Linked DNA regions of Anser cygnoides: region 1 is linked to region 2. Evidence: chromatin contacts called from public Hi-C data. All regions are on one chromosome and are shown on one strand. Each heading gives the region's core, a stretch centred on a gene start, on an enhancer-like site or on the middle of the called end of the contact. The rest is flanking DNA. Distances are from core to core; before and after follow the strand shown.

What was found. Hi-C and Micro-C count contacts between places; a contact is called where the count stands out from the background.
Region 1: a Hi-C map of liver shows a contact between it and region 2, with 2.9 times the contacts expected there. The contact joins the promoter of CFAP298 here to the promoter of SCAF4 in region 2. A contact is called at or near these places in 3 of 7 Hi-C or Micro-C datasets (granulosa cells and liver).

The regions. Positions count from the first base shown.
Region 1 is chr1:112,990,553-112,996,940 of Taihu_goose_T2T_genome, forward strand. CFAP298 (cilia and flagella associated protein 298) reads right to left here and starts at 3,286. Exons shown (of 7, transcript XM_048071373.2): 1 at 3,025-3,286; 2 at 2,055-2,222; 3 at 93-160. The coding sequence starts at 3,163. It overlaps SYNJ1 (synaptojanin 1), which reads right to left. Exons shown (of 31, transcript XM_066978153.1): 31 at 3,461-6,388. The coding sequence ends at 5,715. It overlaps LOC136786476 (a long non-coding RNA gene), which reads left to right and starts at 3,328. Exons shown (of 3, transcript XR_010825232.1): 1 at 3,328-3,469.
Region 2 is chr1:112,690,695-112,697,150 of Taihu_goose_T2T_genome, forward strand. SCAF4 (SR-related CTD associated factor 4) reads right to left here and starts at 1,311. Exons shown (of 21, transcript XM_048071451.2): 1 at 1,009-1,311. The coding sequence starts at 1,038.

The DNA of each region.
Region 1 (6,388 bases), core at 2,036-4,535, 300 kb after region 2:
TAGCCCTTGCACTGAAAAAGGCCCATTTTTAATTAAGCCATGCAACAACACAGCACCTATTAAGACAGTTCACCCTACTTCAGAAAACTTACCTTAGAGATTAATGCCTTGGCTTCCTCTATTGTCTTTTTTATTACTTGCTGCATTTTTTCATTTGGAGCTAGAAATAAGAGATACGTACTTAATAATTTATATTTACCATATAAAACCAAACTAAACAAGAGCAAAACAAGAAACACAACCAACCACCACCACCACCAGCAACAACCCAAAACAAGCAAATGACCTGCCCTAGTTATTCTCTACTGTAAGCAAATGAGACATTGTTAAAGCACAAAGCAAGATATATATATATATACACTACTAAATTGTAGTCTATTTACCACTTAGATAGTTCATCATCACACTTGTTAGTAACTTGAGAAACAAGCCAGCATTTCTCATGGAAGAGTCAAACTTACATTTCCATAAAGACATTTGGCTGGTACAGGAAACTTCACTTGAGACAAAAATACTGAGTAAAAAGCAACAGCCATAATCTCATACTCACCCCAACCTAAAGCATGACTCTTTCCCATGCTGTACTTATAACTGTTGTGGGCTCTACAAGCAGATATGCTTTAATTGGGAACAACAGCTGGGAGTTTTCTGACTTTTTTTTTCTAATTAAAACTTCATCCTAATAGTAAATGCAGTTTTGCAAATACAATATATGTTTCATACCATAATTATGTATTTTAACTGTTATAAAAACCCTCTCCTCAAAGCAAAACACAATTAAATCATACTCATTTCCAGCTGAGTATTTAAATGCATCATTTAGTTGTATCTAATTTGGCCCACATTTGCACACTGTTCAGTATTATAGCTTTGTTGATATTAAAAAGCTGTCTACCCGCTAACACATAAATGCCCAACTATGACTACAAGTAAGAGCGGTACTACCCTTATGCTAAATTTGCTTGTAAATTTTTAGTATAAGGCTTGACACTGCTCACAACCATGCCAAACTCTGAAGCAAAATGCCCCAAGGTGTGCAAGAGAGGCTTGACCACTTGTGAGAACACAGGCAGGAGGGAAAACATTTAGGTATATTGTAAGCTCTTAATGAAGCTCAGCACGAGCTTAAGCTTGATTGGACAATGTGTTGCATTAGAAGAATTATTTTCCCCAAAACAAAACATTTGGAATAAGCTGCTTGTGCATGCCACATTAAGGCTAAATTATTCCAAGAGTCCTCCGTAATTGAACTGCCTGTAATCAGCATCTAAAGGGCTGCCGGCCTGGCAGGGGCTGTTGTGGTGTCGGGGTAGCAATAACGCAGCCAGCTCGAAGATGGTCACAGCCAGCCCTCGTGCCCCTGGCCCTGAGGTGGCAGGGGAGCAGTGCTCGATGCTTGTACCAGGTGCGAAGGCAACAGCACAATTTGCAGAAAGAAAAAGAGGCTTACTGAACTCACTCATCTAAGTCGCAGTCAATACGAGAACTGAGAGATACTAGAAGAACAACCTAACCTATTAACTCAAAGCACCTTGGAGACTCTGGAGAAAAACAATACACAAGTATGCATTTACAAACAGGGAGAATAAATTGAAGCAAAATAGTTACTCTCCCTTCTGGCAACTGCTTGCTTATTTTTGGAGTTTACTTCCAAGCATTACAGTTGCAAAGTTAAATAGCACCTGTGCCAAAGAGATACAACACCATCTAGGCTTTTACATCAATGTTACACTAGGTCCTAATCCAGGATTTATGTAAGTAACTGATCGTTTAGCTGATTTATTGTGAAAAAAGGCTCTTAAATAGCTACTTACATAACAAATCTACAACTGCCTTTAATATAGTGTGTCTATACAACGATCATTGTAATTAGCAAAGAAACATTAGATGGCTAACAGGCTGCCTGATATCAAACGCGTACTAAGTATTGACTTAGTTTTCTTCCAGGACAGTGAGGTGAAAATTAAGCTCAGAATCATGGTTTTCATGTTCCTCATGATATCACAGATTATTTATGCTTACAGGAAAAAAGCAAACATCTGGGCTCTATTTACCATGTCCATTTCTTCGTCCAATTTCATCCTTCTTGAAGACACTCCCACCACTCGGTACGCACTTTTCTGCCCACTCATCCTTTAACTTCAGTTCTTCAATTTGCTCTTCCGTCAGTCCTTGCATATTAAGCGGCAAGTAAACACCATGCTCTGCCAGCTCCTCCATCTCTTTAAAGCGTTTAGAGCACAAGGTTAGAAATGTCTGTCACTGAGAATACAGCATTTAGAAACACCCTTTTGGATGATGTACATGCAGAAAACCTTACTGCTAGGCTTCAGTTTTTAAAGAACTAAGTATATGAAAATAATAATAAGTATATATCTATATAAATACAGTGTATATATATAAATACATGTTAAATAGAGATATATATTATAAATATGTATATACGCACAGTAATTACATTAAAATTCATGTTCTTCACATATACATGAAACAGTAACAAGTGAAACAAGGCTAGGTATGCAAACCTAGATGATACCAGATGATCTTGAAGGTCTTTTCCAACCTTAGTGATTCTGTGATTCTCTCCTTGCTGGCCATGAACTTTTTCTTACAGGTATTTCACGAGTCAGCGTTAGCTGACTGCATGTTCCTTTTTCCAAATACTTTTGGGAAAGCAACTTCTTTCAGAAGGGGAAAACGTTTTACTGTTACACAGCAGTACACCTCTTCACACTTGGGAAAATAAGCATCCTCTGTCTTTGGTTCTGGACCAGAACCATGGGGTCTGACTGTCTCCCGGTGCGAACCAAGAAACAAACCCAAGTCTCTGCAATCATTTCTGCCCGATCAAGAGACGCCGGATGGGAGCAGGCCAAGGTGTTTACCCGGCGGGGTAGCCACTGGTTACCGCCGCCTCCCAGCTGCAGCTCCCTCACCCTCCGCCCTGCCCTGAGGCCCCCGACCCGCAGCCGGCAGCCGCCGCTGCCCCTCACGGCGGCAGGAGGGCGGGATAGCGGCCGGTACCTGAGCACAGCCGCTGCACCTTCAGCCTCCCGTTGTAGATGCGGGCGACGAGGGGCGCCAGCTCGGCCAGGCGGGCGCCGCAGGCCGCCTCCAGCAGGAACTGGCTCTCGTCGCCGCGCTTAACGTGCAGCCGCACCATGGCGGCACCCGGCGGCCCCTCACGGCCGCGGCCCCTCACGGCCGGACCCGCGGCGGCCCCTCACGGAGACGGCCCCGGCGCCGCTCTGCGCATGGCCGCCGCCGGTGGCTGTGGCCGTTATGGCGGTCGGGGCGGGGGGAGACAAAATGGCGCCGCCCCCGAGGCGCCTCCTCAGCCGCGTTTCCCCTCAGCCTGGTCCCCGCCGCCCGCCCAAGGAGGGCGAGGGCGATCCCGGCTTCAGGGCAGGGGCTGCACCTGTAAGTGGCTATGTTACAAAGAGAGAGAAGGGAAAGTTGGTACGGGCAGGTATGTTTATTTCGTTAATGCAACACCGCCTTCCACAGGGTATATACGGCATGGTGTACGCCACTGAGTTTCAATACTGCGGTTCTGTAAAGTATACAGCCATAAATATCGTGTGTCACAAGCAAGAAAACTGTTACATTTAACAGAGCAATTTACCACAGGGAACACAGGAGTCATGAGAAGGTGTTGAGCATCTCTATGCTGAATCCTTAGTTGTCTCACATCTTCTGCTAGTAATTCGTTTCGTTAATACACGTTACGGTGGTTAGCTATATTTACACACACGCTCTAGTTTTGGAGCAGTTCTTGTGATCTCTGCAGTATGTTGCTGTCAGTCTCCGTAATCCTGTATAGTGCAGAGGTGCTGTATACCAGGTACGTTTTAGTTTTTAATCACTGTAATTGAATATTCAACAAAGAACATATTTATCACGTAACTCCCACTAGGAAAAAGTTTCCCCCCAAAGTTGTTTTGCTAATGTAAGAATATACCAAAACACCGATCACACAGATGTTTATAGCAACAGTGTAAAACAAGGTAATCCACATACTGAAGCACAAAGATTAGAGTACCACGGCTGTTTAAAATGTGCAAGTACTGTTTAATGAGCCGAACAGAAAAAAGCACAATATAAAACTCACGATAGTCACTTCTCTACCCAGCTGCAGCTCATGGCCAACCAGTGTGAAAGGAAGAGTGGATTATTTTATAAATAATGTTTTGATAGCGTTTGAGAATTTTGAAAAAGTACTGTCGTTCTGAATTTTACTACTATAACGCCAGTATGTTGAGTTTCAGTCAGTGGTTCTGCAGAACCAGTACAGTTTGTTTGCAAGTAAGCCAATGAGCATAGGCAGGCAGTTGCAGTCCCCCAAGAGATGACAACATCGTGACACGTTCAGCTTTTGGTGAAAGCACACATCTGCATGTGGAAGTTATGTCCCAGGACACTGCAAATTGTAAGGAAATCAGTAGTTTTAAATTTCCTCAAGATAATAAAATACTACATTTTATGTAATTTCGTGTGAGCTTTAGAAAACATAAAAGCACAGAGTTGTATTTTTATAGAATAATATGTAAAACTGCAACTTAGCCTTTGCTAGCCTCAAAGCAGCACCACACACAGGATGGTCACCGTCTCTGGGGAACAAAGGGTCACGTATTTAGTATAACTGCAAAAGCAACTGAATGATAACATTCATCTCAGAGAACTGCTGTTCTCTTTTCTTTGAAGGCGAGATTTTTGACAAATGCAGCAGTAAGTACAGTAGACAGGAAGGATGGTGGGAGGACAGCCCAAACATGTAAGGTGACTTTCTCCTCTCATGTTGTACTATGACCGCTGATTCTTTCACCCGGGGCCTTCTATAGGACAAGAAAGCCCTTCCAACATGTGAAAGAAGACGGTGGGACAAGCTAATGGTAATATGTTGTCTGTAACTGGTAAAAGACTGCTTTATATATATATATCAAGATTCAAGGGGATTTTTTTCCAGAGGTTGAGGGAAAACTTATGTCAATTGTTTCCAATTTGTGGGGGGTAAAAAAGTATATTTAAAATAGTACGAATAAGTGGATGATATGGAACGATTACTCTGAACTAATGCTAGTCAATATATGTGACAATAATATTTAACAGCTGAAATGTACTGACACAGAAAATTGAAGTAGTGAATATATTAATACACAAAACATTGTTTGTATTTTGAAATTAAACTATTTCTGTTGTGCCTCAAATTCAAATATAAGCCTTACAAATCTCCATAGCCTCTGTTATAAATTAAACAACTTCTAAACAATACTTGTCAACATTCAAATCTCAATAAACTTTGGCAGCTCTTTGGTAAATACTTATAAATATCAATTAACAAAACAGTAAAAAGGGAGTGGGAAGGCTACCAGCAGGGAGCCTCTTTTGAAATTCCACAAAGGGGAACAGAAATGAGAGCTCCCTAAGCAAAAACTATTTCCAAGGTTGGTATATTTTATTGAGATTAGTAGCTCATCCTTCTTTTTCTGTCTATTCAAATACTATTACATTGGGATTTTAATAAGTTTCAGACAATTTTTTGTGCTCTACCATATATACATATTCAAAATTTATACACAAATAATAGTGGCTGCTTATGAGTAAAGTTTCAGTGCATTTGACAATTAATTATTGCACACAGAATAATCTCAAATGCCCAATTATTCTACTGGATAAATCTAGCAACAAATATATCCTCTTATATTTTTGAACACCTATCTTTCTGTAAAATCTTGCGTTGGTGACACCTTAGGTGCCGAAGAAGAAGTGAAAGGATCTGCAGGGGATCTGTTGCTGGTTATTCTTGATGGTATAGGAGGTGCAGGTGGTCTTCTTGCTGGCATTGTATAGAAGCAATCAGTAGAACTTTTATTCCAGTCAATATCAAAGTTAAAGTCTGAACCAATAAAAGTATTTTGTTCAGTGCCCAGCAAATCTGGAGATCCAGCTGACTTCCTGGAACCGATTCGCTTAAAATCTGGAACACTTTTAGATGGCTTTAGCTTTACACTGAAATTCTCCTCCTCCTCAAACGTTACCCATCCTTTTGGCTGTACATTTTTTACCATGAGAGAGTTACTTCGCAAGCAAAAACTGTTTTCAGATGCATCAACAGAAAATACAGGCTTGCTCGTATTACGACTGGGGGGATTTAGGGAAGGGAAAGGATTGAAAGCAGCACGTCCTTCCAGTAAATGTGAAGTTAATTCAGATTCTTGGGTTTCTGTTCTAAATGGGTTTCCAGCATTAACGGTTCTTTCAGTGAATGGATTTGTGCAGTTCAGTCCAGTAACAAATGGATTTGGAGAGCTGCGCATATGTTCCTGGGATGCGTTAAAGGTTGGAGTAGGAGGCATTGCTGGCATGCAATTTACAGTATTCAAAATAT
Region 2 (6,456 bases), core at 61-2,560:
TTTTGAAATGAATGAGGTAAAAGCAATCATCTGCTAGAATTTGTTTATATTTAGTCAGCTAAGAATATTTCTGCGCTCTGCATGAAAACTGAAAATGCAGCACGTGTGCCATTCTGCTCCAATGTATTTGGGAAGGTTTTTTGTATGCTTTTTTGTACGACTGGTTCAACATGTAGCATGCACAAATGAAAGAAATTGTTAGAAGGACGCACGTGCTATCTATTTTTTACTTTGTACTGTTATATATATGTATTTTTGTTAACAAAGAGTGGATTTTTGGTCGAGTGTGTATGACAAGCAGTTAGTTGCAGGGAGTGAACTTTACACAGCATGACTTCATCACATGAGGGTAGCCTGCCATTTTTCTCGATTCCGTTCAGCAAACACGCACGGCAACCTTCAAAATGCACTAAACGCTCCGGGATAGGTCCTGGCTTAGTTTGAACTGGTTAGTCGCGAGGAAGATAGGCACGTTCTGTAGCCCATACCTGACCTGCAACAGTCAAATCTGCAAAGTGAGGTCTAGCTGGGAATTGGTTTAGGCCGAAAAGTTTATAAAATAGGGGCTGAAGCGTTTCCTTCCACAACACGCAAAGCCAGCCGTTGTCCATTTTGTTCCAAACCCTGGCTGGCTGAGTAAAGAATCACAAAAAGCCACCAGAGGCCGACGGGGGCCTTCTGTTTGCGAGGGGAGAGGGCTCCGAGCGCCTTTCCAGCCTGCCCCCACGCCGGGGCAGCCCCCCAGCCCCCCGCCGCCTTCCCCCCTCTCCCTGTCCCACCCTGCCGGCCTCCACCTCCGCCCCGACCTCCCCTCACCCCCCGCAGGCCGCAGCCCGGGCGTTACCGGGCCCTTCCCCAGCGCAGGCCGCGGGCCGGGCCCGCGCGGCCCAGAGCCGGAAACCGAGCGCCGAGGGGAAGGCGGGGGGGGGGGACAACGATGGCGGCCGTGCCCCCCTTCCCTCCTTCCTCCTCCCCTCCGCCGTGCCCCCGCCGCCCCCCGGCTCCCACCTCCTGGTTGAAGGCGTTCACGGCCTCCATGTTGGCGGCTGGCTGCTGCGGGCGGGCGGGCGTCCGCGCGGGGGAGGGGCGGCCGGGCGCCGCTCAGGGGCTGCGCGCGGGCATGGCCGTTGGGCGGCCCCCCCCCTCCTCTTCCTCCTCCTCCTGCCCCCTCCCCTCCCCGTCCGCCTCCTTCCCGCCTCCCGGTGCGGCGGGCAGGGCCCCGTCCGTTGCCCGTCGGCTCCCAGCGGGATGGCGGAGCCCCCACGCCGCGCGCGGCACGCCGGGATGGCGACACGGCCCTGCCGGCAGGGGAGGGGACGGAACCGACGGGAGCGCGCGCCGAGGCGGCGTCACGTGACCCGCGGCCGGGGGAGCTCCCCGGGCGCCGCCATGTCAGCGCCTCGCCCCGCCCCCGGGGAGGGGAAATGGCGGGGAGCGGGGGACGCGGGGGGGGGGGGGATCGGTGTGAGGGGAGAAAGGAGTGGGTCTTTCCGTGCTTACCCTTGAAAAATTGCCCTTTAAAAAAAAAAAAAATCCCGTAATTGTGTCTTATAGGTTGTCTAGAAAGAACTGAGGAACCGCCGCTTGTTGGTGTGTTTTATGTGGTGGGAGAAGCTACACCGGTCGTCCCACACATCGAGCAGCCTCTCAGTTCTGTCCCAAACTCAAGTGTTTTGCACCAATAAAAGCATGGGTTAATCAATGATTACATTCACACCAAGTGTGGAGCTAATGTTCATGAGAAAACCATACATCCTACCAGACGTGGTTTCAAGGACAACACATGGCTACGGCACCTATTAAAGAGCACCCTTACTAAGCGCACTGTTAACTCACAGAAGATCACAGAATCATCTAGGTTGGAAGAGACCTCCAAGATCACCCAGTCCAACCTCTGACCTAACACAAGTCCTCAACTAAACCCTATGACTAAGCTCTACATCTAAATGTCTTTTAAAGACCTCCAGGGATGGTGACTCAACCACTTCCCTATAGCGATGCATTACTACTGTTAGCGATTTGAAATTCGTATAGTTCCACGTGATATGCTATGTTCTATCAGTTCACTCTGATACATCAGCTAGGGAGTGTAAATATTATTTAATTCTTTAGTCTGATACATCAGCTAAGGAGTAAATTCAACTGTTCGGTCGGATACGTCATCTAGGGAGTAAATTGGAAAGGTGGGGATGCAGGGTGTCACAGAAATCTCACAGAAAGTATATTTAGCTTTATTTAATGTTCCGCAATTGGACTCTGCCTGGTATTCAATTGATTTTTTAATAAAATGCAAATTGCTTTTAGGAGTCTCCTTCCTCCTCCATCAATACATGGCTGTTCTGGAATTAGTCCTCTTTAAAAACAAGTATTATACAATTCAAGTTAAGAAAACTGACAGGAATGAGACCTCTTGTTCTCAGACTATGAAACCTCTAAAGCACAGTTTGAATACAGCTGTTATTCAGAGGAATTTTTAAAATAGGCTCTAGTAGCAAATGGAAAGCTCTTCCATATGCCACTAATTTCCATAGGTTGAAATCAAAAATATCGAAAGCCCTAGCTTTCATAGTCCTTTCTGAGAAGATGGAGAAGAATAGAAAAGGAAGGTAATACTGTCCTTCCAGTGTCAATGTCTTTGCTGTGAGATTTTTTTTGCTAGTTTCAACATGGCACGTTGCCTCATGAGTAGCTTTTACTACTATTCTTGCTCACGTCACTGTTCAAAAATTCACAAAAATCAAGGTAGCTCCTCCTGCCACCTGAAAAATACAAACAAAGGTAGAACTGGCGTATGTGATGAGTGACTGAAAAAGTTCGTTGTTGCTCTCCAGTTCTTACAGCAGTTGAAAAGCTCTTTGGGAAGTAAGAATCACTTCTTTGGGGGTTCTTGGCCTAGGGAGAGATAGTGAGTTAATGAGATGCAACTTCGTGAACTGGCAAATAATTTTCAGATTTGAAACCTGGATGTTAATTGGTGACAGCTGTTCCTGTAATGTCAGCCATTGCTGAGTACCTGGCATTAAATTCCGTCTGTATATACTTGGTAATGCAAAGTTATCTCTCTTAACGCAACATCAGTAGCTTATGCAGAGTACAGAAAAAACGGTCTTCGCAGGACAGGAAAGGCTGTGAGTGGTACTGGAAATTCATATCAAATTTGGTAGTTCTTTTGCATATTCAAACCTTTCAGGTTTCTAATATTGTGTATGTGCCTGCAACAAGATATCACTACAGGTTGTAGAAGTGACTCCTCCAAAACTGAGTGTTAAATGCATTCTGGTCCTCATTGCTATGTATGTATTTGGCCGTTTTTATTATGAATTGGACCAGATGATCTTGGAGGTCTTCTCCAACCTTAATAATTCTATGAATCTTCCTTATAAAGCACAAAAGCACCTGCTTTTGTATGTACTGTGTTTGTGTAATTACATTTTATAATCTGTGGGGGGAAATAGTCTAGGTACACCCCAATGTGTTTCAAAATTCTCTAGTAAAAGCACTGGTAGGTGCAGTGCCTTGCTGTTGGATGGGGCTGGCTGTTAGTGCTTGCTTTGCTGTGCTGAGCTCCATGCTCATTCCACTACCTAGCTAAAATCTGTTGTGGTTCATCTTTGCTATAATAAGGTCCTGGTTCTGCTTTCAGTACAGAGAAATCCGTAGAACTTGCAGAGTTATCCCTGGCAACTTCTGTTCATTGAGAATGAAATTCTGATACCCTGGGGGCTGGATGTTAGGATTTGGGGCTGAGGAAGGGTGAAGCAGGTTAATGAATCAGGATTTAGCCTTAAGTTGGGTTTTATTGGGCTATGGTTTTGCTGTTCAAAGCAAATCTGCTTCATCAAGATAATATGCTCAGCAATTTTAAATTAAAATTTGCCATTGCTTTTATTATGACTACCTGTTGAGACAAAGGAGGCAATTGTGTAATTTCTTAATAAAAAACATTTTCTTTGTTTGTGCTTTTGTCAGTTCTACACTTGGAGATACTTGAGCTCACAGCAGGCGTATTATTTAAAACTGTTTTTGTAACAACATTAGGCATTGTACAAATATACAGTGCACGATGCCTAGTATTATTTTGTATATTTGTACAATATCAAGGATGGCCTTTGCCTCAAGGATCATGCAATCCAATTTGCCTCATAGAGCATTTCTTACAATTGTTTATATAATACATATTTTTAATCATTGTTCCTTGTTATTCCATATATCTTATCTTTAGCAGTTTTGATTTGTCATGGTGCATGAGTTCGGTTATGTTCAGCTTGCTTACTTTTTTGTTTTTGACTGAAGGGCAATAGATATGCACTCCACTGTGTGGAAATTGTGCTTGAGAACAAATTATGGTTACTTGATGTAATAATGATTCTTTTTGTCTTTTGCGCATAAATTTCATCAGATGGTAGTTTTATTCAAGTCTGTTGATCTGAAAAGTTTTTGAATTCACTATAGTCCTTGTCATTCTACATAAAATTAAGTACAAGTGTAACTGAATTTCACTTAGTTGAGCATTTAGGAAGTTTTACATAATGATGTCTTTTTTTTTTTTCTTGTACTGATGTCGTCTTGATCTTTCAAGCTGTTCAGAAGCCTAACTTTGCTCCTTCTGCTAAATTATTATAAGCATTTTGCATCTTTATTGACAAAATTATTGACAGAAATCATCCATTAAAAAAAAAAGTCATTCCCTGTTCTTTGTTTATCTTTGTCTGACTATCAGTGTTTCTCTGACTTATTCAATAAGGATTAGTTACTGCTTAGTGTTTTGTCCATGATCCATGTCCATGTCCATGTTTTGTTGGTGTAACTTAGTTTATGGGGCAACTGCTTTTGACTATTATTTCTTGAAGTCCTGTATTCTATAGAAAGACAAAACTGGTTTTCTTGATAGGTTCAGTATACTGCTGTGGTTTTGTAATCTTTATTAAACTAATACTGCGTAAGCTTACTGTGATCTATAGGTATTTGCACTCTGGGTGGATCTACCTCACATCATGGGGAAGGATTTCCTTATTCTCTAAATGTTGGCACCAAATACAAGCAACACTAAAAATATATCCCTGAAATCAATAGGTCTTTGACGGAAGAGTATGTCTCTCCCTTGCCATTTATCTGTACTCTCTAAGGATTAGACTTGTAGGGCTGGCACTGTGATTCTGTGATGGAGTCAAACCTTTTATCGATGCTGGTCTTCCATTTTTTTACTGTTTGTAGACTCAAGTATTACTGACAGGCAGACTGTAGTGGAATTGGGCTTGAGCGCCTTTGGGGGAACTTCATAGCACAGACAGCATTTTACCTGCCTGCTCAGTGGGGTGAATCTGTGTGCATGAGCTTTGGGTGGAGCTAGCTTTCAATAAAAAAGTGTTTCTGCAGACAGCCCTGTCGTGTAGACAGCTGGATCTATGATGATTGCACTTAAGATAGTCTAGCTATGGGACTTTCTCTTGTATTCTTAATGAAGACCAAGGTTTGAGCCTGGTGCAAATACTTCTTTCTGGTCAGTGCTTACTTTTGTACGATTTGTGGAACCAGTTTAGAACAGTGGAAATTCAGTAATTTTGTCTATTGTGATCATCTAGGTTTTTATGCTCTGCCATAATTTTACTACTGTGGACTTCAGTATAAAAATAATTAATAGTTGTTTTCTGAGTATTGATGAGACAACATCTAAAAGTGCTGTTGATGGATATCTAACTGCTGAGGGTGTGGCTTGTCTGTATCTGATGCTTAGTGTAACCATTTATTTTAATATTTTGCGGATAAGAGGAAACCTCCGCCTTTAACAACATACCTTTGATAACCATGTGGAAATGGGACAGCCCATTAATCCCCCACCTCCAGGGAATCTTGAATCTTACCCCAGTATTTACAGAGATTCCAAGCCATACCCCAAGGTAGTAATAAGGAGCACATTTGGCAAGATCTCTGTGCAACTCCTTGTTAAGTAAATAGAGGTTTTGCACATGAAAGCCTATGGGATAGAACATTAACCTGATAGAAGACAAACTGCCATTTGCATTTTCTGTGGAATCTAGACTTTTCTTGCTTTTGCCTGTAGACACATGAGAACAGACACATGAGAACAGAGACTGGTGAGAGCTAATAACCATTAAACAAAGATTGCAGTGTTTAGCTATGGTTTAAGACATGATGTGAACATACGGAATTTAAGATACAGGGCAAATGAACATACAGGAATATGTACTATATGTGGCGATTATTTAATGGTTTGTCTGACACAATGTGGGGTTTATAAGAACAAATGTTTGTAACAAATATGTTCATGTTGTCACGTTAAGTTATTCAGTGTTTTCAAAAACTTGTACAATAGAAAGCAAGTCTTTTATTAGGAATCACAAACCACCTTTTTTTTTTTTTTTTTAAGAATCAGCATTCTGAGTTTGAGTTAGTTTCTAGGAATGTGTGTAAGCCAATAGCAATAACAATTTTATA